Linked DNA regions of Mus musculus: regions 2, 3, 4, 5, 6 and 7 are each linked to region 1. Evidence: chromatin contacts called from public Hi-C, HiCAR-type and Micro-C data. All regions are on one chromosome and are shown on one strand. The core of a region is the stretch at or near the end of the contact, and the rest is flanking DNA. Distances in the headings are between cores, read along the strand shown.

Region 1 (3,281 bases), core at 283-2,782:
ATGTTCAGAACCACCTGTGCATCTCCACATCTCTACCTAGTGGCTTTCTACCTCACATCCGCAGGAGCAGACTCCTGCCTGCAGGGACCATCCCTGGAGTAGGAGTCCAAGCCAGTGTGATGGTGACAAGAAGCCTGGGTTTCCGAGGCTTCCTGGGAGGTTTCCGAGGTTTCCTGGGAGGCCCTAAGGGTTTTTTTTTTCTTTTTTTTTTTTCCATTTTTTTATTAGGTATTTAGCACATTTACATTTCCAATGCTATACCAAAAGTCCCCAATACCCACACCCCCCCCACTCTCCTACCCACCCACTCCCCCTTTTTGGCCCTGGCGTTCCCCTGTACTGGGGCATATAAAGTTTGCAAGTCCAATGTGCCTCTTTCAAGTGATGGCCTATTAGGCCATCTTTTGAGCCCTAAGGGTTTTTATACAAGCCCTGATATAATCCCTCACAAGGATGGAGTGATGTGGTGGTCCTAGTCACAATGTGCAAGAAAAAGTGGGAATTTGGGCAGCCTGAGAAGGAATAGGAGGTGTCACTCTGCCATGGAGTTGCTATGTTAGGATGGAACAACTGGGAGGAGCCCTTTGGATGGATCTGTAGGGAGTCACCTGCAGCTCGAGAAAACTGGAACAGACCAGGAGAGACAGTCCAGGATAGGGGTGGGGATTAAGGGAAAGTGTACATCTGCTGGCTTTCCCCCCTAGCCCTCAGTCTATTTAGGAAATACTGTAGCAGGTTTGAGACTCCACCTGTTAGATCTTTTTCTCCATCCATGTCTGCCAATAGATGGAATTGGAAGGTATTTTCAAAGCATTTTTTCTGTAAACAGATGCCCAGGCCCTTGTCATCCCTCATTGATACTGCCCACCTTTCTCAAAGATTTGATTTTCAAAACTCGTAACCATATGGCCTTCAGCATCCTTCAGTTTGGACTGTTCCCGTGATGTTATTATTATTATTATTATTAATTATTATTATTATTTTATTTTATTTTATTTTTTTTTATTTTTATTTTTTTTAACAGCTAAGCGGTATCCCTCGCTACGCCTGTCTGACAGTCCCACCAACAGTCAGTCGCTTACTCTGGGGTGGCCAGCGGGCATCTGTCCCTGCGCACAGATCACTTTCCCTGGCTGGGGCGCTGTCCAGCTCCTGGGTCCTGGGTCCGCGGCCCCAGCTCTAGCGCACAAGGGGCCGAGTGAACCGCTCTCGCTGTCCTCTTGAGGCCCCGGCGACTAGACTGGTAGCGCCCCACGCGGATGGGCTGCTTCACCACTCAGGCTCCGGCCCAGGTCACCGCGCCAAGGAGTGGCAGGGGCGCAGTCCGGGGTACGCGCAGGGGAGGGGAGGCCGGGGGCGGGTACAGCTGGGGGCGTGTCCAGGAAGGGAATCCAGCCTGGGAGGGGCGCTGGGGGTGGGGGCCGAGCGTCGGGCCGGCGGGCAGCTGGGCCCCTGAGCCGCCCGCGTACGTCCAGCGCGCCGCCTTGCCTGCAAACAGCAGACCAACCGAGGCCACGCCCGCGCGCGCGCGCCGCGTGTCCCCGCCCGCTCGTCGGTCGGAGCGCGGCTGGCGGCGCGGTGGCGGCTCGGCACGGCGGTGGCCGGGCGCAGGCGGCCGGGCGGAGTAGCAGACTGCGCCGAAGCCGCCCCAGGCGCAGGGCTCGCGGCGGCGGAGAGCGCCGGACTCATCGGGGCCCGCGGCCACCCGCACCTTTCAATGGGCAGCTCCCACTTGCTCAACAAGGGCCTGCCGCTGGGTAAGGCCGCGCGCGCGCATTTCCGGCTGCGGGCGGGGGGTGGAGGGGCGGGGGCGGGGCGGCCGGGCGCGCGCGGCGCTGGCTTTGTGTGCGAGTGCGCGTGCGCGCTCGCTGCGCGCGCGCCTGGTTGGGGGGGAGAAACCCAGGAGGCCAACGGGTGATGCGCATGCGCGAACTGCTGCACGCGCGTGCGCGTCCCTATTTTCCGATGCCCGCTCGCGACCCGCGCAGGTGACAAAGGGGCCTGTGGTGGTGCGACCCAGACTGTGACCGAGCCGGGCCTGTCTTCCTGGCCCGGGGTCCCGCGAGGATCCTTCTCGTGGACACCCAGCCGGGACCTAGGTGTTCCCGGAGTGACGAGCCTGCGGATTCCGCATGGGCCTCGGGTCGGCAGATCCGGGAGCGGGTAGTCTCTAGAGGTGGCGCTGAGGGAACATGGGTGGCCTACATGCCTATCACCCCTCTGGTCGACTTAGTGATGCTCAGCTTGGCACCTGGATTTGGACCACTTACGTTTTTTTTTATTCATTTATGAAAGTCCTTAAGCCACAGGGGTCCTGCCTGTGGAGGGCAGTCCTTCCTTGGCTGCGTTCCCTGGCCGCGTAGCCTGGCGCACGCGCAGCGAAGACGACCCCACCTTCGGGCGGGGCAGCCGAGAGGTTTCGGATTAGGGAGGAGCCTTTTGCCCACCGTCCAAGTGCCCTACAGTGTCCCTCTCTTTGGCGCTTCCACTTTAATGACCACACGGCTTGACCCCCAGCTCTGTTCTCACAAGGGCACTGCCTTCTTCCTTATAGCCTGAAAGCTGGCAGGGGATGAATCCTCGCAGCGTGTGCTGCCAGCAGGAAATAAGGAACTGTAGGCAGGAGGGAAAAAGGGAGGCGCCCTGTGATGGCCCACTATACCTCTTATCACACAAGGCCATTTTGCAGATCCTGTCAGTTTGTTTCAGGGTGTGGCGGGGTAAGGCCCTCCAGGCCTGCCTTCATCCTGGACTGGTGGTGGGTACTCCTCCCCTACACTGCACCTCTTCAGAGCTGAACTCCCTGGAGGCTCATGTGTATACACACACACACACACACACACACACACACACTTTTGTAGGAAGAGGCTCTGCACCCAAACCAGCAGGGTTATAGTCCAAATTTCCCATGGGGTAGGGAGGGCAGGCCCAGCCCATTGCCTTCCAGAAATCAGCAGGACAGCCTTGCCTGTCAAACCTTTCCTGGCCCAGGGTTATGTCCCTTGTCGTGTTGAGCTTTTGATTGATTAGGACAAATTTGCCTTGTAGGAAGGAAAAGGGAAGGAGTTTAGCTGTCCAGTATTTAGGAAAGTGAACCCAGTGAGCCAGGGTGTCAGCAAGATGATACCTAGCAGTTTTATTCCCCGGGTAGTATGTTCCCTTACTGTGTTTTGCTTTGTCACTTCCAGATTCAGAGCACGTGTCCAATATAAACAGGGATACACAGGATGCTTACCCCAGTGTGATTGGCATGCAGGACATCGGGGCTCCATTATAGAGTT
Region 2 (3,281 bases), core at 294-2,793, 2.0 Mb after region 1:
ACAATCATCTGTGATCCTTTCCTGCCTTCCAAGGGCACCAGGTACACACGTGGTACACAGACATACATGCAGCCAAAACAGCCATAAACATTTAAAAAATAATAATATTTTCAAAGGAAATGCACTGCTGCTGATAAAGTAGTATCCATCTGGTAGCTGTCATAACTATTATCAGTGACTAAAACAACAAAAAATATCCAAAGGGAAGACTAAAAGAATAAAGAACTGAGATTTATAAAAACAAGAAGTGGAGACCCGGGAAGGAGGAAGTTGGAGGGAACAGAAGTGTTTGGATGGATGAGAAGCAGGTGGGGAATTTGTACCTTCAGCACTTCCTGGACCTTGCCAGCCACTTGCAACATGGTGGTCAGAACTGACTCACTGTACAGTCGCTGTAGAGAGTGGACAGGAATCAGGATGGAGAAATGGGGTGGGGGGGTAGAGGTGAGAGAAAGGCAGTGAGATGACTCAGTGAGTTAAGAGGATTGTGGCCAAGTCTGATGATCTGAGTTTAATCCCAGGGACCCACATGGTGAAAGGACAGACTGATTCCCAAAAGTTGTCCTCTGACTTCCACACATTTCCTCATGGAACAAATCCTTCCACATCACAAAACAGATAAATAAATTTTAAAAATGGGAATGGGGAGGGGAGGAAGAAATGGAAGATGATGGATTGAGATTGAAGGAGAGGGATCAGGATTTCCTGTATCAGGAGGGTAGAGGTGGAAGTGTGGCCGACTTGACATCTTTATTTGCAGTGTCTGAGATTTGACTGTGGGTCACCTGGTAGGTGGGCATGATTTGCCCCTCCTCCTGGAATATCTCAGCATCACACTGCCCCAGCAGTTGAACAATTTTCTCTGCATCTGCTTTGTCCAAGTTCCGGGTCAGTGGGTTGGACTTCTCTGTGATTGGCACAGCTGCTTCATACCCTGACAACTAGAGACACACAAGGGTAGGGACAGAAAGCCAAAGTCTGCCTTATGCCTGCTGGACTGGAGGTGGGAGTGGCAGGAGGCCCAGTGTTTGGCTTAGATTCACATACTTCACACACACCGACTTGTGCACATACATGCACACATAAGGCACACACCATTCACATACTAAAAACTTAGTCTTCATGTGATGTTCTGAGCCTATTAGGAAAGGAAGATCATAAGGAAAGGTAAGGGGAAAGGTGCCTATCATGGTAAGTGTGCCTGCAATTCAGGCATTTGGAAAGTGAAGCTGCAACAAAGGGATCAGGAGTTCAAGGCTATCCTCAGATACATAGCAAGTTTGAGGCCAGCCTGGGCTAGACCGTGTAGCAAAAGAAAAAAAAAAAAAAATAGAAGAGGGAGTAGAAGTCCAGAGCTGAGGCCAGTCCAAACTTAACAGTATTTTAGGAATCAGAAGAGAAGGCTGAAATGGAGAAAGAACCTTACCTCCCATTCCCCAGGCTCAGGGGTCTCGATCACATGCTGATACCGCTTGGTGCTTGGCATGGTCCCACACTGCAGACTCTCCAACCCGCCTGCCTCTGCACTCACGCAATCTGTTCTGGCCCCAATAATTTGCTTCCAGTTGGCAGGGTCTTATCTGAGCCATGGAGATGATTAACCTAAGAACCCTGCCTCTCAAAACACCACCCCCTACGCCCCTCTCTTCAACACCCGTTCCTGTCGCCGGGGCTTCCAGCCCTCACAGGAGCTCCTGAGGGTCCTCTTTGCGTATACTCTGGCTTGCCAGCCTCTGCCCTTGGAGAAGAGGACCAGACGTTCTTTGCTTTTGCCCTTGCAGAACACCCAGGTCAGAAAGAATCCCTGAACAAATCTGTGGCCCAAATGCCTCCAAAGGCCAGAGATCAGGGTCAGTAGAAGTCAGAGGACTCAGGTCATGGCTTGATCACATGTCAGCATGCAGTCCTTCCCTGCCCCACTGGCTCATTTTATCTGCTCCTCTCTGAAAGAAAAGCAATAGACGCTTCTGGACCCCAGGTGTGCGAACACTGAACTGGATATCACAGAGGAGATGTCACAGAAATAGAAATACTGCTAAGAACAACGAGGACCAAGAAATTGCCCTAAATACCACAGTCTCTATTTCTCCTGACCCACTTTCTCCCAAATGGCAGACATCATTGGATACATGGACACATGGACACATAGATACATAGAAGCCATTGTTGGCATTGTTTTTAGATGAGGAAACAGCCTCAGACAAGTGGTTGGCTATTTAGGATCACACAGATTTCATACTCAGCTAACATATGAAATAATTTAAGGACCTAACATGTCTACATGTTTACTGAATGAATGCAACAACTAACAAGTTGTTGAATAATACTTATTCATACAGTGACAGAAGGTTTTTAAAGACTCTTGTTGCCGGGCAGTGGTGATGCACCCCTTTAATTCCAGCACTCGGGAGACAGAGGCAGGTGGATTTCTGAGTTTGAAGCCAGTCTGGTCTACAGAGTGAGTTCCAGGACAGCCAGGGCTACACAGAGAAACCCTGTCTTGGAAAAAAAAAAAAAAAAAAAAAAAAAAAAAAGACCCTTGTCCAGTGTTTGACACTATTGATATTCTAACAATTGTTTCATGTTTCTATGCTTTAAGGGTAGAAAACCTGAGGTGTGGGTTAACCGATTTCTCTCAAAGGAATGTGTTACACTCACACCCACGGGGGGGGGGGGGGGGGGAGAGAGAGAGAGATCTGCTTTTAAATTGCTCTTATATGCCCAGCCCTCTTTTTAATCCTTTCTAGTTCTTATAATGATGCCAGGCACATAGAAGATGATCAGTAAATATTTGCTGAATAAACGAAAGAGTGAATGAGAAAGCGAATGGAATCAAATCAGATCATGAATGGAAAAGAGACTTAAAAGCTGACGCAGTCTCCAAGAGGTTGTTAAAACAATAATTATCTCCATCATCCTCTGCTCGTGGCCCCCTCCTGCATTCGGAGATGGAATGCCTCTTCCTAACTTGGCTAATTTCATGCGGGGAAGGAGGTGCTTTCTCAGGTGCACAAGACCCTCACACCTGAGCCTGTCCTGGTGGCTCTAGTCAGTTAATCGGCTAGAGCAGGGAGGGTGAAGGAAGGGATAGGGGCCCCGGCAGGCCGCCATAGGGAGGGTCGTGGGAGGAGCCCAGGGAGAACGTGGCTGGGGGGAGAGGGGGGAGGGATGACGGCGGCGAGACAGGCCAGCGCGTCCCAGCCCGGCTGCAGCGGAGCGCGCCGGGCCAGCTCTGCAGAAGGCGGCGGCTGGCTCGCCGGGACGGTCACATCCCGCTGCAG
Region 3 (3,281 bases), core at 467-2,966, 1.8 Mb after region 1:
ATCCTCTAGTTTAAATAGAAAATTTGTTGCCCTATAATCCCAAAATGATCAATGATTTTTGTTGTTGTTGTTGTTTGTTCTTGTTTCTCTGTGTAGCCCTGGCAGTCTTAGAACTGATCTGCCTGTGTCTTCCTCCTGAGTGCTAGGATTAAAGGCGTGAGCCATCACCGCCTGACCTAACCTATGATTCTCAAAACAAGATTCCCTACCCAATTTGTGTATTTGGGGTAAGAAAGCTTCATACCCTAGCCCTGACAGTTAAGGCCTAGGAGTCAGGAAGCCTGGACATCCAAGAGCCCTGTTAGTGGATCACAGACACTTTGATAACAAATCTACCCCCACGCCCACCTTTTCTTTTCCAAACGAGGTCTGGCTATGCAAGTCGGACTGACTCTGAACTCTAAATATTCTGCCTCAGGCTCCCTTGGATCACACCAATACTTAAATCTTTTTGATAGTCTCAATCAGAAAGCTCTCCTCAGAACAGTGCATATTCTTACACACACACCCCACACACACAACTTTGGAAATGGAAGGAACCTGCCTATAAAGTGAATTACAGCAAATCTTATAAACTCTGACAAAAGAAACCAAAGGATTCACGTGTCAGGTGACAGCCCGACCTAATGTCATGTCTCATTCTCAAACCAATTCAACGGTTTCACACACCGAGGGCATGAGAGAGAGGTGAGCGGGGATAGTGCATAAGAGGGATAAATCTGCATAAGCAAGAAGCCTGTTCCGGAACTCAGGCAAATCCACAGAAAAGAAAAGTACATAGTTAGCTAGCTTAGAAAGAAAAGACAAGAAAAGGAAATCAAGCAAGCAGGCAGGCAGGCACTCACCAATATTGGCGGGAAAGGGGACTTCATGCACAGCTGGGTCCAGGTTGATTACATACGGTGGACAGCCTTTGTTGTGCAGGTGTCCTGTGAGCCTCTGCAAAAACAAGGAGCCAGGGTTGGAGGGTGATGACCAAAGGATAGGAACGGGCCCCGAGAATTCCCATCCCTTTACTGACCATGCTTATAAAATCTGTAACAATCTCCTTCTTCCCTCAGCGTGTTCAACACTGAAGAGTTTAAAAAGCCATCTAGTTCCAGTACCTGTCTCCCTATTCTCCGTCACGGCTTCGCTAACTCTGCCCCTCCAAGGGTTTTCTTCCTCTGTCTCCTCCACTAAAACACTCACTCCGTGAAAGCAAGAACCCTGTCGATCTCATTGCCGCTGTACTCTCAGAGCTTAGAACGTGGTAGGTCGAACGAAGTGATTCTTTCACAACTCTTCACGCAAACCAGAGTAGTAGACGTTACACTCCCCTACTCTTTAGGCCCGGGCCTTCGGAAAGCTGCCAATTCGCAGCAAGACAAGTTCAGCTGTACCAAGTGTGCATTAAGGTTGCCCAGGAGCCGGCCTCAAGTGACCCAGGCTAGGGTTCGAGGCTTCGGGAAGGAAAGGAGTCAGAGGACAGCTCGAGAAAACCACGCGCCCGGACCCGCAGATTCCCCAGACAACTTCCTCCCTTCTTCCCGGGCCTGAGGCGCCACTACCGCTTCTGCACGGTGCACGTCACCTGTACAAAGGTAGTTTTCCCGGATCCCGCCATTCCCAACACCAACAGACACACGGGGGGCTGAGGAGCCCGGGAAGCCTGGGGTTCGGATGGAGCCACGGGCGCCGCCATCTTTCCTCAGCCACGCCCACCACTCAGGGATCGCCCGGCGGCCTGCGGGCTCTCTGAATTCCGGGCTGCGATTGGTAGGAAAATCCGTCCTCTTGCGTACAGGGCTACGATTGGTCGAACGATCCGGCCTCTCTGAGTTTAGGGTTGCGATTGGCCAGACTATCCAAACCGCTCGAACCTACTGCAGTGGGTGCCTGACCGGCTTTTGGCATCTGACTTGCAGGGGTCACTTTGATGCTATAGTGGCTTTGCACAAGTGAGGGGTAGTGTAGGGAACCAGGAAGGGTTGACAGGAGTGAGATAGGACCCGGAAAGGGTTAAGCTCGTGTCCCCAAGGGAGTAATGAGGTGGGATTCCCAAGCCAGGATCTGTCAGGATCCTATAACAAAGGTGTTGCTCTACCTTTTATTTTATTGTCTAAGAAGAAGAAGAAAAAAATTAAACGTCATTATGTTCTAGAAAATATTAGGTAAAAATTAGCGTAACACTTGAAAGATAGCATGAATACTGTACTTTAACAGAGGAAGATACATTTTCTGGCAATCATTGCCTAATGCAAAGGGGACTAAAGAACCTTACAGCGTTTGTGGCTGAAGTGTGGCTGAATAATTAATACCGGAAGATATGGGTAGAGGAAGGGAGACGAACCTCATGAGGGAAAGCCCTGTATGACAGAGACTGTGACCAATGTCTTATTTGCTCATCTGTATGGCTATTTGTCCAAGGGAAGAAGAAAAGATGGTGAACCAAAGGCTCAAGGGAACCAGAAAACTCCTAAAAAGTCCCCTTTAAGAGTGAGGTAAAGGGCTAGGAGTCAAGGGTGGCCCTGGGTTTTGTTGACATTCTTGGAAAGTGGATAAAACTCTTTTTTTTTTTTTTAAGATTTATTTATTTATTATATGTAAGTACACTGTAGCTGTCTTCCGACACTCCAGAAGAGGGAGTCAGATCTCATTATGGGTGGTTGTGAGCCACCATGTGGTTGCTGGGATTTGAACTCCGGACTTTCGGAAGAGTAGTCGGGTGCTTTTACCCGCTGAGCCATCTCACCAGCCCCCGTGGATAAAACTCTTAAAGAACAAAAAGTTTGTATATATCTATACATAGATATCTCATTTTATTATGACATGTGCAGGCTGTGGAGAGGGCTCAGTTAGTAAGGTGCTTGCTGCACAAACTTAAGGGCCAGAATTCAGACCCCTGCCCTCACATAAAAGCCCAGGCATTGTGGATTGTGCCTATAATCCCAGTGCTAGGGAGCTAGAGATGGGAGAATCCCTGGAGCTCAGTGGCCAGCTAGCTTAGCCAAATTAATGAGCTCCAGGATCAGTGAGCAACGTACCATACCAAATGGATAGTGATTCTCCTTTCCTGACTCAGGCCCTCTCTGGGCACCACTGTCTGGCTTGTGTTACTTTCTGGCAGGGATTCAGGTAACATTATTTTTCTGGCAGTACCCATACAGTTCAGTTAGTTCACTCCCCACCATGTGAGTCTCAGAGATGGAATTCAGGTTGGAAAGATTGGCTGTAAACACCTGTAATTACTGACCCAACTCCTGGCTGTGGCATCAGCAATTTGGCAAGTTGAAGCTTTG
Region 4 (3,281 bases), core at 383-2,882, 1.7 Mb after region 1:
AGGAGGCTGGAGCAGGAAGTTCACAAGTTCAAGGCCAACCTGGGCAACTCATTGAGTCTGAAAACTTAGAAAAACAAATATGAGGCTGAACAGAATTCAGGAAGAGAGCTTGTGCCCAGCATGGGCCTAGGTTCAATGCCCAGTACTGGAGGGGAGAGAGGGTTATATAATTAACATAATTATCCATTCAGTCACACGGATTCAACAAGTCTCTATGGGGTACTTACTCTGTGAGGAGCCCTACAAGACACTAAGTCTGTGCCTCCTAGGGCTGAAATTATGGAACAGATGGACTGGCCCATAGGCAAGGCACAGGTCTAGCCTCTCAGTTCCAGCTGCCTAACGCTTAGCTCTGCAATCTTTCTAGTGCTTGGACTGACTTCTATAAACAGGCTCTAGGTTTCCATCAAATCAGAGCTCATCTGTAGATTCCTGCAGAAGACTCAGGCAAATGGCTCTGGTTAGGTAGAGCCAAACAGATCACCAGCCTGATGCTTGCTTTAGGAGCAAAGCAATGAACTAATAGATTCTGAGGTGAGACCAGAAGCAAAGTTCCTTTACACAAAGGCTGTGAATACTCCCTGGGACAGAAGGGAGACAGCACAGTCCTCAACTTACATCCTCAGTTTACCCAGTGCAAATGCACTGCTTTGCAAGAGGCCACATTTCCCACTGTGCTCTCTTCCCCAGTTAGTAACGGGTACCTCGGCTTCCTACCAGCCACAAAGGGAAGAGGAAGCAGGGTTGCTAAGCGACATGATCTGTGGTTTTGGTATATCAGATGCATTCTCAGCTTATGTATCTGCAACCCAGGATCGAACTGTCAATGGTAGCACCATCAAAGGACTTTTCCCCCAAGGTGCTCACATCAACAAAATAATTAACCAAATAAATAACCCCAGATCAACTCTTGGGAGATCAAACCCAAACACTGGGCCAATAAAACAAAAACCTTACTTACTTTGACTTGCTCTTGGCAACTTGTGTGTGTAAAGGTTGGAAGAAAGAAAAAAGATAAGGTTGTTATTTTTTTCATTCGAAGTGCTTATCAACATTAGTTGTAACCAAAAACACTTTAAAAGTATTCCCCACTTTACACTAAAATAACTTTTTCCTGGTGTGAGTCTGGCCCACACAATTATGAATGTTTTGTTGTTGTTGTTGTCTTGGTATAATCAACAGTTGTCTGCCATCTTAACATCGTTCTAAGTAATATCTGCTCTATCCCCACCCTTCTATAGTGTAAATATTTGTACTGCAACACAGCTCTTGTTTGAACTTTACAGACTGCAGCAAAGTCGCCTGAGATGCTAACTCTAATCAGGATGTCAGCCAGGAGCCAGGCAGCGGGGTAATACCACAGCGGCCAGTAGACATTCTTCGGACACCCCTGCAGAGGGCGACGGGGCTCCCGCCGCCTTCTCACCAGACCCGGAGGCGCGCCGCGGGGTGGCAGCCGCCGCGCCAGGTCCTCCACCCCTCCGGGCTCCACCTCGGGACCTGCGGGTCACCGCCTCGGCTCCACGCCGCAGGCCCTGCCGCCGCCTCAGACCGACTTACAAGAGACAGCGGAGAGCAGCATGGTCCACCGATTCTCACCGAGACCCGCCTAAAGAGCTCAACGACTACTTCCGGGGCATGCGCGGGTTCCGGTAGAAGGCTCAGGAAGTGGACAGAAGCCACGCCCTCCCCTGAAGTTCGGGCAGTCTCTGACTCAGTGATTTATTGGTAGTGAATTTTGTGGTATTATGGGAAGGACCCCCCCTCCATACAAAAGATAATACTGCCAAATATCACAATACCCAGATCTGCCTGGCTCCAAAACATGTAGCCTTTCCCAAGAGACACTGATCTATCTTTTTTTTTTTTTAATTTTATTATATATTTTCTTTATATACATTTCAAATGCTAGCCCGAAAGTTCCCTATATGCTCCCCTACCCACCCTGTACTGGGGCATATAAAGTTTGCAATACCAAGGGGCCTCTCTTCCCAGTGATGGCCGACTAGGCCATCTTCTGATACATATGCAGCTAGAGATACGAGCTCTGGGGGTACTGGTTAGTTCATAGTGTTGTTCCACCTATAGGGTTGCAGACCCCTTCAGCTCCTTGGGTGCTTTCTCTAGCTTCTCCATTGGGGGCCCTATGTTCCATCTTATAGATGACTATGAGCATCCACTTCTGTATTTGCCAGGCACTGGCATAGCCTCATACGAGACAGCTATACCAGGGTCCCTTCAGCAAAATCTTTCTGGCATATGCAATAGTGTCTGGGTTTGATGGCTGATTATGGGATGGATCCCCGGGTGGGGTAGTCTCTGGATATTGTACTCTGATCTACCATTTGCCCAGCAATATTTTTATGCCTGTGCAAGAAGTCCTAACTCCACCACCAGGGACCTCACTGGTAACTTCATCTCCCAATTAATAATCAGGATTTTATTATTTTTGCTGTTGTTTTGCTTAATTTGTGTGTTTATAATGACTCTCCCTATATTATAATTTATTTTTACGCCTGAGTGTTTTGCTTGCTTGTATATTTGTGTACCACTTGTGTGCCTGGTACCTGAGAAGTTTAGCATCATGCTTCAAATCTGGAACCAGAGTGTTATGATAGTTGTGAGCCACCATGTGGGTACTGGAAAGCAAACCCTACTCCCATACAAGAGCAACAAATATTCATAGTGGCTAAGCAATCCTCTCTGGCCTGTTGTTGTTGTTGTTGTTGTTGTTGTTGTTGTTGTTGTTGTTGTCTTAAGTGATCTTCTCAGCAATGCTGTATTTCCATTTCCATGTGAGGAATCCAAGGATAAGAATAACTAACTTGGCCAAGGCTGTTCCAGTTATTAGTGGAAAGTCTAGGTCTTGAATCCAAATCTTCAAAATCTGGAGGTCATATTTTAAATTTTCAAATATGGCAGGCATGTACTTAGTGCTAGTCTAGCTAAATCAGAGAGTTCCAGGTTCAGTAAAGATCCTATCTCCAAAAAAATTAAATAGGGTAGAGAGAAAGCAACATTGGCCTGTCCTCCACACATGCACATATGTTCATGTGTGCCAGTTCACATGTACACACATATAACACAGGAACACAAAAAAGATACCATGTCTCTTGAATGCTTGAATGGAGTGTGAAGGAGGCAATTACTTTCTCCTCCCATTAGGTACATCTGCCTGTTATTTACACCTAACACAGTGCTGGCAGCTGGTGACTTGATTAAGATGTTACTGATACAGATGTAATTCCAGATTTAGTTTTTCTTTCCACCTGAACTTAGCC
Region 5 (3,281 bases), core at 383-2,882, 1.2 Mb before region 1:
GCTGGGGATTAAAAGCACGTGCTACCACTGCCTTCCAAGAGTAGACCTTTTTAGAGGATGGTTATCTCAATTATGTGCAACTACATAAAATCAAAGCTTTTGAACTCCAAACACATGTGGCCCAGAAGCATTTGAATAAATGTCTTTGTTGTTTGATTCATATTTTGCACTTCACAACCAGGCTCAAAAGCACTTGAGTGGTCTACTAGGCTACACACAGGAATAGTAGTGAAGAGTTAAAGCCACATATCAGCTCTGGGCCAGGGTTCTTCTGTGTGATATCCACTCCCACACCCACTTCCCCTTCATCCCACAACTGCCTCAGTCAATCAAGATGACCCTGCATGACCATAGCAATGACTGTGCTGGACAATCATTTAATCATGGAAGTTTGGATGAGAACAGCTCCCATAGACTCATGTTTGGATACTTGGTCCCCAGTTGGTGACTCATGTAAGGTTAGAAAGGATTTCAAAGTATGGCCTGTTGGAAGAGCTGTGCCATTATGGGCAGAGAGATTCTGAGGTTTCAGCTTGCCCTCTGCTTCCTGATTTGTAATCAAGATGTGAGCTATCAGCTTTAAACATCTGACCCTTTATCCCAAGTAATGCTTCTTCTATACGCTGCCTTGGTCCTGGCATTTTGTCACACTAATAGAAAAGAAATACGCACTCATTCTCTAGTTCCACAACACCCCTACCAGGTAGGGAAGGAAGCAACTGTGACCCATCTTTTCTGAGCAGAAGTTTTGGGCTGGAAGGGCTAAGAAGGAACTGAACATAAGTGAGCCAGGTCTGTGACTCCCAGTATCCATCCCATACATTCTTGGCGAGGTCTGGCTTTGCTTATAGTTTTATACTTGCAAGTGAGTGTGTTCCTGCAGGCTCAACCAGAGCTTGCCTGTGAGCAGACAGGGTATTGAGAGTAGAAGACTGAGCAGAAAAGGAGACACACATCCTCACATAGGGAGGGGACCTCCATGAGATCTTAGCAATGAGCCATTGAAAGATTCTCACGGAGGAGAGACTTCCCAGTGGAAAAACAGTGTTCATATGGAAACTGTGGGAAGGAAAGGGTGGGCACCCTCTTGTCTTCTGCTAGAACAGCTTCTAGCGCTAAGGCCATCCTAACGCGAATTTAGGGGCATGCTGGGGTTTGGTGGCTGGCTCTGGGCTCCATCATGTACTCTGGATGGGAACACCTTTCTGGGTCAGTGTCCCTCTATGAAGAAACGCATGTCAAGTCCCGGAAGAGGAAGGAGCCCAGCCAATGAAACCTGACCACACTCTACGTCCCATGTTTGAAGTCCTTTGATTTATTTGCTTTTCTTCAGCTGCTGTACCAGAGGATACCTAACCCCAAACCCTGGTCGCAGATGGGGTCTGACTCCAGGAAAATTCCTCAGACGCAGGGAATAGAGCAGACAGCACCTAGAATGGAGCTGGTGTGTCAAGAGAAAGTGAGATCATAGAGTAGGAGGGACCAGCTGTGGGAGGGGACGGAGTCAGACTCCCGGCAGTGGGAGAGGCGGAGCCAGCTGTAGGCGGGGCGGAGTCAGACTCCGGGCCATGGACGAGGCGGAGCCAGCTGTGGGCGGGGGCGGATTAGGCTCTGGGAGTGGGCGGGGCGGGAAACGTTCCGGGAAGGCTGGTTTTCGCTCCCCCTGTGTGGAGAAGTTGGAGACGCCCAAGTCCCCACGGAAGGCCTACAGCCATGTCGTCTGGGGACCCAAGGTCTGGTAGACAGGACGGGGCCCCGCGTGCGGCCGCAGCGCTCTGTGGCCTGTACCACGAGGCCGGCCAGCAACTACAGCGCCTGAAGGATCAGCTGGCCGCGCGTGACGCCCTCATCGCGAGCCTCCGCACCCGCCTCGCGGCTCTGGAAGGGCACACGGCGCCGTCACTCGTGGACGCACTTCTGGATCAGGTGGAGCGCTTCCGTGAGCAGCTGCGACGACAGGAGGAAGGCGCTTCGGAGACCCAGCTGCGGCAGGTGCGGGGCGGGCGGGAGCTGCTGCGCAAGGCGGCCTGGGGAACTTGTTGGAGCGAGTGACGTGGAGTCCAGAGATGCGCGAGGTCTTGAGGGTCGCGAGGATATGAAGCTCGAGGTGCGGGTCTGAAGAGCTCGAGGTCTGAGCATAGTGGTTTAGGGGTGCGCTGGGGTTTGAAAGGAGCTGGGTTATGAGGGATACGAGATCCTGAGACTAGTGGGTCCTGAGGTTTCAGGGTCTGAAGGGCGTGGGGATCAGAGGCGCAGGTAATCCTGTTGGATTAGGGTCTGAAGGTAAGAGTCTGGGTAGTTCAGGGTATTGAGCAGTTCGGGATTCATTCGTAGGCTCAGGGGATATGCCAGAGGTGAGCAGGAGTCTCTGGGGCTCGGGGTTCTGGTGAGCAACAGGGTGGTAGGGGTGTGACTGTTTGAGGAGTACCAAGTCCTGACGTCCTGCTGAGGTTATGAGCACTTCTGAGGGACTTGTAATAGAGGTTAATTTGGGACAGACCCCCTGGGTCTCTCGACTTTGAGGGGTACTGCTGTGGGAAACTTACTCATGAAGTTTTGTGGGGGACAGGGTTCTGCGGAATGTGAGGGATCCTGGAGTGCAGGGATCTTGTGGGGCATAATGTTCTGAGGTAGCCTCGAACACGTGGTTCTGTTGGTAGTAAGCTTCTCCAATATGTACTCATATTATTAGTAATATTATTATATTAGTCCCAAAGGGGTGTGTAGCTGTTTTAATCACTGCCTTATTTGCGTTAAAGAGATACCATGACTAAGGCAACTCTTATAAAAGAAAGTATTTAATTGAGGGCTGGCTTACAGTTTCAGAGGGTCAGTCCATTATCATCATGGTGGGGAGTATGGTAGCTTGCAGGCAAGCTTGGTGCTGGAGAAGTAGCTGAGAGCTACATCCTGATCCACTGGCAGAGAGACGTCCACTAGGCCTGGTGCGGGCTTTTGAAACCTCAAAGCCCATCCCTAGTGACACAGTTCCTCCAACAAGGCCACATGTCCTATTCCTTCTCAAATTGTGCTACTATCTGATGATGAAAAAATGCAAATATATGAACCTGTGGGGGCATTCTCATTCAAGCAACAACAGTGGGGGCACCAGGCTTGACTAAGATGGAATTCTGAGGAGGGGTGGTGTTCAGGGTTCTGTGGGACAGACACTAGAGGCTCTAAAGGACATGAGCGAAGCATGGGGCCAAAAGGGTCTCAAGGATATCCTGACAGGCATTGCCCTTTGAGGACTGTGTTCAGGTTCCAGTGTGTGTGTGTTG
Region 6 (3,281 bases), core at 283-2,782, 1.1 Mb after region 1:
AAGCCATATTTTTATTATATTTCCCAGCTCACTCCACCCTTCCCTGGAAGACCCCTGACCTCCTATCTGGTTGACTTCTAAAGGTCAAAGTCAAGGCCATGGCTATTGGCTTATGGAGTAACTCTGGCTGCAGCCAGCTTGGCTAGGAACTCCCAGATGCTTGCCAAGGTGGGCTTCAGGTGGCAGAGGACCTTTTGAGTTCATGCAATTCCCTCACAAGATGGTGTTTGTGGTTCCTGCGACACAGGCCAGGTACCCTACCACCCCTACCGCCCCACCAATACCTGTCTGGTACCTACAAAGACACAGATTACAGGCACAATCCTTCAGTGCAAACCAGTCTGGCTGCTTTAGAAAGAGATGTTTTTCTACTTCTAAATCCACTCAGGAGCTCAAGCGATGTGTCTCTTTCTCCCACTTCTCTCTGACAGCTTCTTTGCCCCAGGTACCCCCAAGCCCCTCAAAGTTCTGCTGGGGGGGGGGGGAAGTACAGGCTCCTGCCCAACCCTTACCGGAAGCTGGAGGGGGGGTGTCACAGGAGGTGTCAAGAGCCAATCAAAGCCAGCTTCTTCCTTCCTGACCTTCGCACCTAATTCCCAGGGGCAACCCTCGCCCTCACTCCCAAACACTTGAAGGAGCCCAGCTTTGTTTTTGAGTCCCCAATCCCTTTCAGAAAACAGCTAAGACCGAAGAATAACAGAAGAAGAAAGGGTTAAAAAGCCTTCCCCCCCGCCCCCCCCCGTAGGGTCCTTGACGGCTGGGAGGGGCTTAGGGGGCGCAAAAATTTTCTTGCCTATCCACTACCTAGAAAGAGGAACGTGAAAAGGGAGGGAGAGCGGCTCGGAAGGAGGCAACAGGCTTCCCGGAGGGGACCTGTAATTTCAAGAGCTTTTCTGGAAAATTAAGTACGAAAAGGGGGAGAGGGTGTCGTTGGCTCTTCAAGCCCACTCTCCACTTGCTTAAAAAAAAAGAAAAGAAAAGAAAAGAAAAAGAAAAAGAAAAGTGGAGAGTGGGTAGGGCGGAACAGGAAAAAAAAAAAGAAAAAGAAAAGAAAAGAAACCCACAACTTACAGCGGTGAAGTATTTTTCTAGCCTGGCTAGGAAAGGGAAAAGAAGGAGGTTGGGGGTGGAGGCAGTGGGAGCAAGAAGAGGGTAGGAGTCTGCCCGCGCCGCCAGGTGCACCCCGGCCCGCACGTACCTGCTGGCCGCCGCCACCGCTGGAGTAGGACTCGGCGTGCGCAGGAGAGCCGCTGCTGCCCCGGGACGAGGTGTCAAAGTTCCCGGGATAATCCTGGTACATGATCCGCGGTGGGGGCCGGAGAGGAAACAGGGTGGTTTTCTTCCCCGCCCTCGCCGCGGCCGCGCACAGTCTGCTGCGCGCTCGCTGGTCCACCGGCCCGGCCACGGGCTGGGCTTTTCGCTCCCGGGATGTCCCCTAACCAAGGCAGACAGGAGGCAGCGACACTCGGGAAGTGACCCCCCCGATCGCCGCGCACCGCACTTCGTTTCTGCTCTGCAAGCTCCGCGGAACCGGTTGTCCACCGAGTCCCTCCCTCTAAAAAGTCGGCGCGTCCCTCGGTCCCTCCCCTGCGCGCGCCCTTCCGCCCCCGCGCGCAGCCGGAGCTCTGCCGGGACCCACGGGCTGGAGAAAAATGGGCAACGCAAAAAGACTAGGAGCCCCGCGGGTGTCGCTTGGCAGCTCTGGGGGACTCCCTCCCCGATCTCTCAGGGCGCCAAAAAGGCGAAAAAGAAAAGCTGCCGGTTGGGAGAAACTTCTGTTTCCTCCTTTTAGAAAAGGAGCCCGAGAATAAACTTCCTGTGGCCAACTCGCCGCCTGAGTTTCCCGGCGACTCGGACACTTGACTTAGGACAAGGCGGTGAGCGCCGGTCCAGCGGCCCCGATCGCGCCGGTGGGACAGCGCCCGTGGGATTCTAGGCTGAGCGGTGCTGAGAGGGACGTGGCTCCGCGTCGCAGTGACCTGCACCCCGTGCTGGCTCCAGGACCTGCCAAGCCTCGCGCTTCTCGCCTCGCTTCGCCCTCCCCTCTCTCCCCCTCTTTCTTGCGCTCGCTCTCTTTCTCTCTCTCTGTCCCTGCCGAGCGCCGCTCACTGTCTCGCTTCGAGCCCCTGCGCTCTGCCCGAGATGAGTCACTACAATGGCACGAGTTCAACTCCACACTCTTTATTCTCCAGCCCCGCACCATGTGGATCCACTCACGTCAACCTTAGACTCCACCTTGCTGGGAGGAGCGCTCGAGGCGGCGGGGGAGGAGGCCTGGGACAAGGAGGAGGAGGAAGAGGCGCGGGAGGGGAGGGGAGAAGGCGGGCGGGGCGCTCCCCTCCCGGCCTCGCTCGCGGTCGCGCTGACGCCAGCCACAGACCCCGCGCGAGGAAGGCGGGAGGCGGGGAGGGTGGGAGAGCGCGGCCCTCGCACTACGGGGGCGCCGAGGCCGCCCGCGTTCTCGCCGAACTCCTCCACCCCCCCTGGGGCGCAGCGCCCTTGGTCTGTTCCATTGGCGCACGTTGCCAAAGATGGTCATTTGCGTTAGAGGACGCGAATGCGGGTTTCCTCGCCTTCGGGTGACGTGGAGGGAGAGGGATTCCCTCGCCTGCTCCCGCCTGCGCCCTGGCCTCCCTACCTCCTCCCCTCCATCCCCAACCAAAAGGAAGGGGCGCGGGGCGGGGCCCCGAAAGCGGCCGCGCCGGCCTGGGCTCCGGGTTTTAGAAAAGGAAAAAAAAAAAAAAAAAAAAAAAATCGCAGCCCTGAAGACGAGACGGGCGGCTCAGTGCGGCGCCACCGCGAGGCAGAGAGCCCGGCGCGCAGAGCTGCTCGCGGGGAGGGCGCGGCCGTGCGCAGTCGTCCGCACCCTCAGCGGCGCCGCCCGGTACAGCGGGCGTCCTGGGCGCACCGGGCACCCGCGCCACCCTGCGGCCGGGTCTTGGCGGGGTGCGGCGCGGCGTCGCCAGGCGGGGCTGGCCTGCCCATTTTTCACTCGGAGCCTGGCTGCCCACTGCTTCCCCTTTTTGTGTGTGTGTGTGTTGTGTGTGTGTGTGTGTGTGTGTGTGTGTGCGCGCGCGCGCGCTTGTTTTTTTTTTTTTCTTTTTCTTTTTTCTTTTTTTAATTTATTTTATTTTGGCCTTCCAATTAACTTGCTTAGAAGTAGTATTGAAGATGAAATTAGCCAGTGAGACATTCGGGAGTCCTCTGTGCTACACAGTTATGACGCATGTAATAGTAGTAACCAGGTCTTAAAAGCAAATCGGGTTGTTTTTTAAAATACA
Region 7 (3,281 bases), core at 322-2,821, 1.1 Mb before region 1:
AGGCTCCTTGTTAGCAGCTGGTCTTCACTGTACATACAGAAATGGATGTACTTCACTTCCAGCTCCAGCAACCACTATTACCCTTTCTATAAAGCTTTCGAACAGGCCAACCTCCCACCTTCCCCTTCCAGCAAAAGCAAAGGCGACCCACAAAGTCCCAAAATGAAAAATCACAACCTCATTTTAAACTAGAGCTGTCCAGAGTCAAGAAAAAGGCCAAACTCTGGAAACTCAAACCCAAGGACAAACCCCAGATGCTAAACAAATGTAACAATACTCCGCGAAGAAAGCTCCCAAAGTTGCACCAAAACTGCAGAGAACACCGGGAACAAATAAGGAAAACTTAAGTATTTATCCATTACTGTACTTTCTTGCAACAACATGAGCATCAAAACCCATGCCCATCCCCAACAATTTTCTCAACTGCTCTCAATACATACTGTGCCAACACAATATTCCGAATCTCATTAAAAAAAAAAAAAATCTGCCTCATGACTTGGCACACAAATACCCCTTAAAGCTTTGGTTTCTTCACTGTGGATGTCTTTTTAAAAGAAGATAACTTGTTTTAGCAACCTTACAAGAACGCAACTTGAGAGAAACCCATAATCATTCGGTGGCCAATCCAATCTATAGAACCGATTATGCCAACTGCATCCCACGTACCAGCACTATCTTCTGAAACAGAATAAAAGAGACAGCGGTCCATCCACAGCATGCCTGCGTAAGTAAACCTGAAAAAATAGTTACCCCAACCCTTGCGACTATCCTCAGCTGACACTCCTGAGGAAAGAGACCCCGGCGGCTCCCGAGAGCTTACAGCAGCAGGCACAGAGGGCAAGACAGCCGCGCCCGTGGTGCGCCAGGCGGTACCCAGAAACTTCTAGGGGGCACTTTTCAAGGCCACAGTCGGTGTGCCTCGGGGGTCCCGCCGGCGCCGCCCTCCCTCCGCCGCGCTCGCGCCCGGGAGGAGCTGTCAGCTAGGCAGGCGCCGGCCCGTTATCCGCCGGCCGCGCCCGCCCGGCCGCTCGTGAGGGGGCGGCGGCCGCTCCCGCCCGCGGACCCCTGCTGCTTACCTCGAAGTAGCCTCCGGCGGCACCGCCCGCACCCGCGCCCAGAGGCCCGTGGGCCGCCGCGCCGCCCAGCAGGCCCGCCGCGCCGGGGCCCGGGGCCTGGGGGCCGCGCAGGGCCGCCGCCGAGCCGGCCTTGCCGCCCGAGCCGCCGCCACCCGAGCCACCGCCGCCGCCGCGCTTGTTCTTCCGGCGCTTGGCTCCGCGCTTAGCGTCGGCCGGGCTCATGGCGGGAGTGAGGGACGGAGGACGGCGGGCGGGGAAGGGGCGCGGGCGGGCGCCGGGCCGCGGGCGGCGGCGGCAGCGGCGGGCAGGCGGAGGCGGCGGCGGGCGCTGCGGCCGGCCGGGCGGGGGGCGCGGCGCGGGGTCTCCTCCCGGGCTGGGAGGGCGGGGCGGACGGGATCTGAGGGGCAGCTGCTGGCGAGAGCGACGCGAGTCCACCGGGCCCGGTGCCGCCGCTGACCAGAGTTAAGAGTCCAATATGGCGGACACAAGGGGAAAGGGATCCCAGTTTACGTCGGGGGAGGGGGGAAGCAGCGGCAGGGGGAGGGGCGCGGGCGGCCGCCCCCCGCACTCCGCCCTCCCGGGCGGCGCGCCCCTGGCCTGGGACCCCGCCCCCGACGCCACGCGCGAGGCATGCCGGGAGCTGTAGTTCCAGCCGCCCGCGGCTCCGCCCGGGCGTGTGGGGCGGGACCACGACTCCCGTAGGGCCACGCGCAGTTAGTCGTGCGGGGAGAGGGTGTGCCTAGGGTGACGTCCGGCGCCGCGTGGCCCTGTGGAATCTGTAGTCCGCGCACGGACGGAGCTGGAGGCGGGCGGGGTCCAAGAGGGTCTCGCAGTTCCAACTCTGGCGGTCTCTCAGTTCCTTTAGTACAGCCTCCTGCCAAAGACCCAAGCTCTTGCCCTGCTCGTAGTGGGCCCTGCTGACTTTGGCCCAGTCCAGGTTCGAGCGTGCCCCTTTCACCTGTCGCTGTGTGACCTTGGCCTATGCCAGGGCCAGTGGAAAGAGGGCCGGCATCCGCCGACTGGTAATTCACTGCATCTGCGCTGACAAGGCCTGCAGTAAGCAGGAGCCTGCCTCACTCCTTCCTCGCTTCTCTTTAAAGTCTCCATACTTAAAGGAGCGCTTCCTCAGGCCATCGCCCATGCTATTCATCACTTTCCATTCACCACATACCAGGAGGACTTTAGTTCAGGACAGAAGTCTGGACCACTACCTAGAAACCTTGTTCCTTGGCGCCCTGCTTATCGCCTATAGGTACAAGGACCCAAACCAAAGGTTTCCCGCAGTTCATACCTATTTTTGATTCCATCAGTGGAACCAAGTGCTATCTGTTGAGATTAGCATTGCGACATACAGACATGCGCTCCTGAACCATCTCCTATTACCTCCTAGTTAGTCATTCTGGCCCAATTCAGCAATTCTGACCCATTTTTCACCCCAAACCTGAGCAGCCCAATGTGATGAACCCCGTTTCAATGACTAACTTCCCAATAGAATGAAGGTCCCTCACCCAAACAGGTCTTGGATAGCTCTGATATTAAAGTGTAGTAGGATGCCAGGCTAAATCTCCCTCAGTACTCCATAGGTGGGCAGTGTCAGGACCGCCCCTTCCCTCCATTTCATCTAAGGAGTCCAGTTGAATGCCTCCCTACTTCCATAACCACTTTGCTTTCTTCTGTTCTTGGCACATTGGCATGGAGTTGAAATTTTTAAGTGTCATTAGTATCCTAGAGGGCACAGGATATAGAAGTGCTTGCCTCCACCATAATCCCAACCCCTTGCAGGCACAGGGCTGGGCATGCAGCACTCCAGTAATTGCTAGGTGAATGAATGACCATTTGTCCAGCAGTGCAGTCATTCTCTGTCAAATCTCCATTCACACATACACTCTCCTGAGAGGTGCTATTAGTCATAGTCTATGGATAAGAAACAGGTTTATAGGTGCTAAGGATGTTGCCCAAAGCCACTCTAGTTTTCAGAGGCAAGGCCCAGATTCTAGCTCAGGTATAACTTTGGGCACCAACATAAGTGTATGTACAAAGACACTTTGTTTCTAGAGCAAATGAATTCACAGAATCTCTAAGCTTCTATAAGGAGGCCGAAGAGGGTTTTTTTTGTTGTTGTTGTTTTTGGTTTGGTGTTTGTTTTGTTTGCTTGGTTGGGTGAGTTTTTGGTTTGGTTTTTCGGTTTTGCTTTTGTTTCAGTTT

The links. A called contact is a pair of places that touch in the nucleus more often than the background predicts. HiCAR-type assays count read pairs that join an accessible place to other places.
Region 2: a HiCAR-type map of astrocytes shows a contact between it and region 1, with 7 times the contacts expected there. The contact joins the promoter of Gckr here to the promoter of Ctbp1 in region 1. A contact is called at or near these places in 2 of 39 promoter capture datasets (hippocampal neurons and liver), 1 of 484 Hi-C or Micro-C datasets (B cells), 2 of 115 datasets of contacts at active chromatin or transcription factors (astrocytes and embryonic forebrain) and 1 of 9 other capture datasets (adipose tissue).
Region 3: a contact with region 1 is called in a HiCAR-type map of astrocytes, with 5 times the contacts expected there. The contact joins the promoter of Gpn1 here to the promoter of Ctbp1 in region 1. A contact is called at or near these places in 2 of 39 promoter capture datasets (hippocampal neurons and liver) and 1 of 115 datasets of contacts at active chromatin or transcription factors (astrocytes).
Region 4: a Hi-C map of B cells shows a contact between it and region 1, with 5 read pairs. The contact joins the promoter of Mrpl33 here to the promoter of Ctbp1 in region 1. A contact is called at or near these places in 2 of 39 promoter capture datasets (embryonic stem cells and liver) and 1 of 484 Hi-C or Micro-C datasets (B cells).
Region 5: a Hi-C map of B cells shows a contact between it and region 1, with 8 read pairs. The contact joins the promoter of Tnip2 here to the promoter of Ctbp1 in region 1. A contact is called at or near these places in 3 of 39 promoter capture datasets (liver and neutrophils) and 1 of 484 Hi-C or Micro-C datasets (B cells).
Region 6: a contact with region 1 is called in a Micro-C map of embryonic stem cells, with 6 times the contacts expected there. The contact joins the promoter of Fosl2 here to the promoter of Ctbp1 in region 1.
Region 7: a Hi-C map of B cells shows a contact between it and region 1, with 6 read pairs. The contact joins the promoter of Fam193a here to the promoter of Ctbp1 in region 1. A contact is called at or near these places in 1 of 39 promoter capture datasets (pre-B cells) and 1 of 484 Hi-C or Micro-C datasets (B cells).

The regions. Positions count from the first base shown.
Region 1 is chr5:33,273,255-33,276,535 of GRCm38.p6, reverse strand. Ctbp1 (C-terminal binding protein 1) reads left to right here and starts at 1,532. Exons shown (of 10, transcript NM_001198861.1): 1 at 1,532-1,757.
Region 2 is chr5:31,295,825-31,299,105 of GRCm38.p6, reverse strand. It overlaps Gckr (glucokinase regulatory protein), which reads right to left and starts at 1,543. Exons shown (of 19, transcript NM_001374741.1): 1 at 1,427-1,543; 2 at 786-941; 3 at 324-392. The coding sequence starts at 1,486. It overlaps Fndc4 (fibronectin type III domain containing 4), which reads left to right and starts at 3,174. Exons shown (of 7, transcript NM_022424.6): 1 at 3,174-3,281.
Region 3 is chr5:31,493,176-31,496,456 of GRCm38.p6, reverse strand. It overlaps Gpn1 (GPN-loop GTPase 1), which reads right to left and starts at 1,716. Exons shown (of 14, transcript NM_133756.5): 1 at 1,574-1,716; 2 at 846-939. The coding sequence starts at 1,684.
Region 4 is chr5:31,612,302-31,615,582 of GRCm38.p6, reverse strand. Mrpl33 (mitochondrial ribosomal protein L33) reads right to left here and starts at 1,632. Exons shown (of 4, transcript NM_025796.3): 1 at 1,561-1,632; 2 at 962-980. The coding sequence starts at 1,582. The region is part of intron 2 of Gm38424 (a long non-coding RNA gene); the gene reads right to left.
Region 5 is chr5:34,512,330-34,515,610 of GRCm38.p6, reverse strand. Tnip2 (TNFAIP3 interacting protein 2) reads left to right here and starts at 1,632. Exons shown (of 6, transcript NM_139064.2): 1 at 1,632-1,992. The coding sequence starts at 1,714.
Region 6 is chr5:32,134,723-32,138,003 of GRCm38.p6, reverse strand. It overlaps Fosl2 (fos-like antigen 2), which reads right to left and starts at 1,532. Exons shown (of 4, transcript NM_008037.4): 1 at 1,199-1,532. The coding sequence starts at 1,300.
Region 7 is chr5:34,368,223-34,371,503 of GRCm38.p6, reverse strand. It overlaps Fam193a (family with sequence homology 193, member A), which reads right to left and starts at 1,571. Exons shown (of 21, transcript NM_001243123.1): 1 at 1,077-1,571. The coding sequence starts at 1,298.